2 separate regions of the Zea mays genome follow, and region 2 is linked to region 1. Evidence: chromatin contacts called from public Hi-C data. All regions are on one chromosome and are shown on one strand. The core of a region is the stretch at or near the end of the contact, and the rest is flanking DNA. Distances in the headings are between cores, read along the strand shown. Region 1 holds the start of LOC103646485 (digalactosyldiacylglycerol synthase 1, chloroplastic). Region 2 holds the start of LOC103646487.

Region 1 (2,875 bases), core at 16-2,515:
TCGCTAAGCTAAAGAGTACCCCATGATGATTTTTCAGTAACATTTTTTAAATATACTATCTGGATGGATGCTTATAGAAAACCTTACAATGCAGAAATAAATGCCTACACAAACAGTGTGCTAGAGCTAGACAGCTAGTACTGATAAATTATGAATAAACTGAAATGTGTAGTGTAACAACGTCAAGAGATTAGCACAGAAATCCCTAAGATTTTCTTGCTGTGGATGCCAATGTTTTGCTGCTGAAGCGCTGTTTGTCACTCCATTCCAATTTTCAAAATAAGTGATAGAACAAGCGCGAGTGCAGCATCCTATTAAACAAATAGCTACGGTTGAAACTTACCATGCCGAACCTAAATTTCTCCACAAACTCGCCACGGCCACGGAATCCAGCAAATATGCCGCTGGACAGGCTCCGGCGCTCGAACTCCTTGAGGCCGCTCTGTATCACCCGAACCACCTCCCACTCCTTCCTCCCCTCCTCGTCCTGGTCCCCCTTCCGCCGCGCGACCCTCCACCTACCGCCGCGGTCCCCTTCCGCCACAATGGCGTTGCGAATGGCGGTGATCCCCGAGAGGTCGATGCGGAGGCTGCTGGCGCCTGGGGCGGGGGCGGCCCCGGGCGGCCACCGGGCGTCGGGCGCCCGCGACGAGCAGTGCCTCCGGAGCTCCTGGATCTTGGGCTGGATCCGCCTGCGCACGAACTCGACCTCCGCGATGGGCGCCCCCGTCGCGACGGGCGGCAGCGGGGGCGCGGGCCCCGTGAGCGCCGACGCCGCGGACGCGAGGAGGTGCTCGAGCTCGCGGTCGGCGCGCGCGCGCACGGAGTCCGCGCGCGCGCGCATCAGGCGCAGGTCAGCGGACGCCGAGTCCCGCACCTCGCGCCACCCCTTGGAGATGAAGGCGAATGCGCCGCCTCCGTCGGCCGGCGGCGTCTCTTCCTTGCCCATCATTACTATTATCCGGTGGAGGGCGGGCTTGCCGCGCTTGCGCGAGCGCGAGGGCTGAGCTGGGTGTCAAATGCTTCGTTGGTTCTAGAAGCGCGTAGGAGGTGCGAGTCGCGCGTGGGAAAGTTGAGGCGCGAGATGGTTCGGACTTCGGCGGGGAAGAAAGACGAGGAAGGCGACGGCGGTGTCCGGTGGGGCCCGGACGGGGCGACGCGCTGCTCGTGGCTCGTGTGATTCCGGCGGGCGAGGCCCGGTGTCAGGGAGGGAGGGAGGGTGGTGACAATAGGAATCGTGGGTCCGGGGGAGATCTTGATATGTGGTGGAGCGGTGACTTCACTTGGCATTGGCAGTGTTTGGTCGACGTGGACCCCCGGATTCGGAGCGAATATGCGCGTGGGTGCCGAGCCGCGGTTTGCGGGCTTGCGCTTGCCTGTTGTCTTTCGTCGCTTGGCATTTTTCCGTATATAGTTTTCTTTTCTTTTTGAGAATATAAAGGTGATCACATTTTTTTTCTTCGTTTCTGTATGTATTTATTATAATGAAGATTTTCATATTTGTATAATTTTCTGAACTGCATTATTCTTTTCTCGTGGGTCATGGACATGTTTCTCTGTCTGGGCGTCTGATAAGTCACGCAAACAACTAGTGCAAGCGTCTTCCTACTGTTTATATGAAGAAAACAACAAATCGTATGCGACGGGAAGCATGCACTGAACGAACATAACTGACTGGACTGGAGAAGAAAACGCGGTGGCTGGCAAACAAAGAGTCGCGGCCCAGACCACGGTTTCGGTGGCGAGCCCATCTTGTGCTGCTTCCCGCTAGGCTGCTGGTGAGGTTGGCCTGCTTGGCCCGTGTGTTGTTGCTGAATGCAGCGCTATAAACAATGGGCCTCATTTCTGGCTCGTAACCGAACAGAGCACAATTGGCTGGGCTTCTAAGCCGCTTTCTCTGTACCGGAGCGGCAAAAGCGCGCACACACAATAAAGGTCTTTCTCCCACTCTATGCACCTAGAGTTGGCGAGGTAAGCCGTGCGAACTGGCTCACTCTTTTCACGAGCCAAAATAAGAATAGCTCGACTCGCTATGGCTTGATCAAGTAAATCAGGTCTTTCCTCTGACGAGCCTGAAAAATCAGCTCAGTTTGACTCGCTTCTGCTTCACGAGCCAGCTCATCGAGCCAACGAGGCTAACCATAAATATGAACTTACTCTCTAAATTATACTAGTCGGTTGCCCGTGCGTTACGACGACCTATAACAATACTCACGTAAACTATTCAAAAAAAAGATCTCAAAATTTTTTATTGATTGTCTTCGCTCTCTGTATAATATTTTTTGATTTAGCTAACTGATGTTATTGTTTACTCCATGCAATATATCTTGGTACAACACGATCAATAAAGTGAGCGATTAGAAAAGAGTTCACAACGACTGACTGAACGAACAGAGATTATAAAACGGTATAATTCCACCATACAGAGACCAAATAAGAAAAAGTTTGTGAGCTCAAGTTTCTAAAATAAGTCACATGAAGTCAAACTGATAAAAAGATAGATCAAAATGTGGAGTGATTGCTAAAGTCAGGCATAAATAAAAACTGGATGCGCTCCATATAAATTATGCTACTTCGTAGCAATTACTAACGTTTTAAACCAACAAATAACCTTTCATTTTACTGTTAGTGTGACAAATCATTGTTGCTCCATCCAATTCAGCAACCTCAAACACCATGTAGTCCATTGTGCCAATATGATTTCAGAAACGACCTAATGCTTGCAAGAGCCAAGAACGTCGTGCCGTGCTTGGCTGTAGCCTCGGCCCATAGTGGTGGCCCGACCTGACACGATTATATTTTTTTATTTTACAAAAAAGTATATACATATATACAATTTATATTCAATATTAAAAATATCTGCGGATGATGTTCT
Region 2 (3,021 bases), core at 20-2,519, 130 kb after region 1:
ACGTCCCGAACCCGAGGAGCCAGCACAGGCTGCCGCCGCTCGCCAGGGCGCGCAGCTCGTTGACGACGTGCTCGACGGCGCAGTAGTAGTACCCGCCTCTCCTCCCGCTCTGGCCGTCGTGGCCGGCCCAGAACTCCGCCGCCCACTTGAGGTCCTCCACGACGAGCACGACCCGCTGCCTCCTGCCCTGCTTGACAAGGCACCGCAGCTCGCCGAGCCGCCGCTCGGCCTCCTCCCTCGGCATCTCACGGAACGACGACACGCGGAGGCTGACGACCTGCGCGCCTCGCAGCGCGTCGTGCTCGTGCTTCACCTCGCCTCTCTTGATCTTGTCCACGGCCGCGTGCGCCATGGCCTCGGCCGCGGCCGCGCTCTCCGCGATGACGACGACCCTCCTCTTGCTCCGCGAGGCCAGGCAGTCCAGGACGGCGGCGACGTCCTCGTCGCGCGCTTGGTGGTGGAGCGCGAGCGGCGGCTTGGCTTTAGCTTCTTTAGGCGGTGGGCTTGTGGTGGTGGCCGAGCTGCTAGGGTTAGGGTTTTTGCTGGGTGCGGCTGCGGCCGTAGCCATGGTGCTGCTGCTGCACACGGCCTGCTCCACGTTGGCCTTGACCTGGGTGCTGGAGAAGCCGGCGTCGCGCATCACGCGGCTGACGCTGGGGTCGTCGAGGATGGAGACGACGAGCTGGTCCAGCTCGATCTTGACGGCGGCGACCACCGGCTGCTGATGCTGGCTCTCGACGGAGCCGCCGCGCCGCTGGTGCGCCTGCGCGCGCTTGAACGCCGCGACGAGCGCGTTGGACAGGGACGGCGGGTGGTAGCAGTGGTGGTTGCCGCCGAGCAGCGGCGACGATGCCGACGCGGGGAGGCGGTTGAGCGCCACGTTGAAGCACAGCTCCAGCGCCTTGCACTGCAGCGGGTGGGAGTGTGAGCGGAGGCACGCCGCGCGCAGCAGCTGCCCCGCGGGTGCGGCCGCCAGCATCGCGCTCGCCACGTGCAGCGGCGTGACCTGCGCGTTCCCGCGCCGCCGCGCAAGGCTCACCGCCTGCTTCACCACCGCCGCGGCCTCCGCTGTCAGCGACTGCTGCACCGTGCACCCCCCGGCCCTCATCTCTCCAGCCAACCTATGGGTAGCTAGCGCAACCTGCCAAGACCGGCCGATTTGGCGCAGCAACCTGCCAAGACCGGCCGATTTGGCGCAGCAACCTGCCAAGACCGATTTGGTGGCAGTCGCGAGGCTGAAGAGATCACGGAGATGTGTGCGTAGATGTAGAGCTGCAGGTGGTTGCCAACTTGCCATGGTGCTGCTTTATACAGTTCATCTTTTGAGAAGCGCCGGTGATGAAGGATGGATGATTATTTGGGTGTATGGATTTGTGCTTTTCTTGTTAGGCCTTGTTCGGTTACATGAGATATAATCCCATCATGAATTTAATCCGGGTATGGATTGGGTGAATCCATATCTCACACCCAATCCCATGGTGGGATTAAATCCATCAACAAATTCATGTGACTTTCAAAGCTAGTTATTCTTTTGATCTATGGATTCTAATGTAAACTTGTGCAATATCTCATGGATTTGTTCCATACCTAATGGGCTATGGATAGAATCCATGTCTTCCATAGTTTAAAAAATTCTCAAACCTTTGGGTTATAATCCATGATGGGTTTAACCGAATAAAAAAAATTAAGTAGTCATGGATTATTTTGGGGCATGGATTGAGGCATGGATTTAATTCCAATTCATGCTAATTCAGAGCATGATTGGTGTAAACGAACAAAGCCTTAGAGAGGTCTGCAGTCTGCTTCTGGCTAGCGCTGCGTTTTAGTTTTTTTTTCCCGGGTCCAAAGTGGATTTTGTAGTGGAAAAGACCGAAAGGGAAAGTCGGCAGAGGTAGAATGCATGTGCTGACAAAGCGGATACAAAGGCGCCTCAGCTTTCTCTCCTCTCTCAGTCTAGCTCAATGCTCTCAGTCTAGCTCAATGAGGGGCCATGAGAAAGCAGATCATATAGATGTGCACAGGCCACAGGGCACAGGGTAGTATTGCAGTATCTTTGCGACCCAGATCTTGTACGTGATCAGCTTAACTCTAAAGAATGACCTAGTGAGGGGCTGAGACCTAAAATTTATGCAGGCAGGAATGCATCGAGGTGAGCAAAGGCAAGGATAAAATTTCGAGCCTGATCTGGAAGGATTTGAACAGGTGACAAATGTGATCAATAGAGCAGCTAGCGGCGGACTCTGATTCATTTCTCAGGGCTCTCGCTGTGTCCGTACAAAATAGAAGGCACAGTGATGTTTACGGCAGAGATATATATCTCTGCAGATAACTTCAACGTGTCTATTTTCATCACACGCAAAAGTAATAATCAGCATATATGAAGAACCGGTCACACGATTATAGGCGGGTAAATGGGAGTCAATCAAATTTTATTGCTAAGAACTTAACTTTAATTGAGACGAAGAAATCGCTCAAACCAAAAGCACATCAGCCAAACAGTAATCTCGTGACTTCAAAATGTTTCTAGGACTCACACGAGACCAACACGCAAATCGGACACGAAAAGTCTGAATCGGCCCAAAACTGTGTCGCTATCCGGTGTTGTTTTCAGCAGTTCAAAATTCAATTTTTGTATGCAAAACTGAACCAAACCGACTCCGATTGAGCTGAAATTTTACACGCGCCTTGATAAATGGGTCTCCAAGATCTCCACAAATTTTTGAACCCAAACGGATTTGTAAATTAACCACAGATCAGAAAATACGAACAGACTTGGAGTTTTGTTGAGGTTTTGCATTTTTTATCAAAACGAGTTCAGATCAATCCACAACCAAAAAATGTGCAAACCAAAGGTTCTTTGTGGTATAAGCATTGAATCAAACCCAGAGATAAACCCAAAACAATCCCCAACTCAAGAAATCAAGGATTCTTCCAAAATTCAAAGGAGAAGAGAGGAAACGAGCATGGAGACAAAATCAAATCAAAAACTTCAGCACATACAACAATGAGCATGTGATTCGA

Evidence for each region. A called contact is a pair of places that touch in the nucleus more often than the background predicts.
Region 2: a contact with region 1 is called in a Hi-C map of endosperm, with 3 times the contacts expected there. The contact joins the promoter of LOC103646487 here to the promoter of LOC103646485 in region 1. A contact is called at or near these places in 5 of 25 Hi-C or Micro-C datasets (ear, endosperm, leaf and 2 more).

Annotation. Positions count from the first base shown.
Region 1 is chr2:57,368,663-57,371,537 of Zm-B73-REFERENCE-NAM-5.0, forward strand. It overlaps LOC103646485 (digalactosyldiacylglycerol synthase 1, chloroplastic), which reads right to left and starts at 1,266. Exons shown (of 7, transcript XM_008671211.1): 1 at 344-1,266. The coding sequence starts at 952.
Region 2 is chr2:57,496,810-57,499,830 of Zm-B73-REFERENCE-NAM-5.0, forward strand. LOC103646487 reads right to left here and starts at 1,270. Exons shown (of 3, transcript XM_008671212.4): 1 at 1-1,270. The coding sequence starts at 1,108.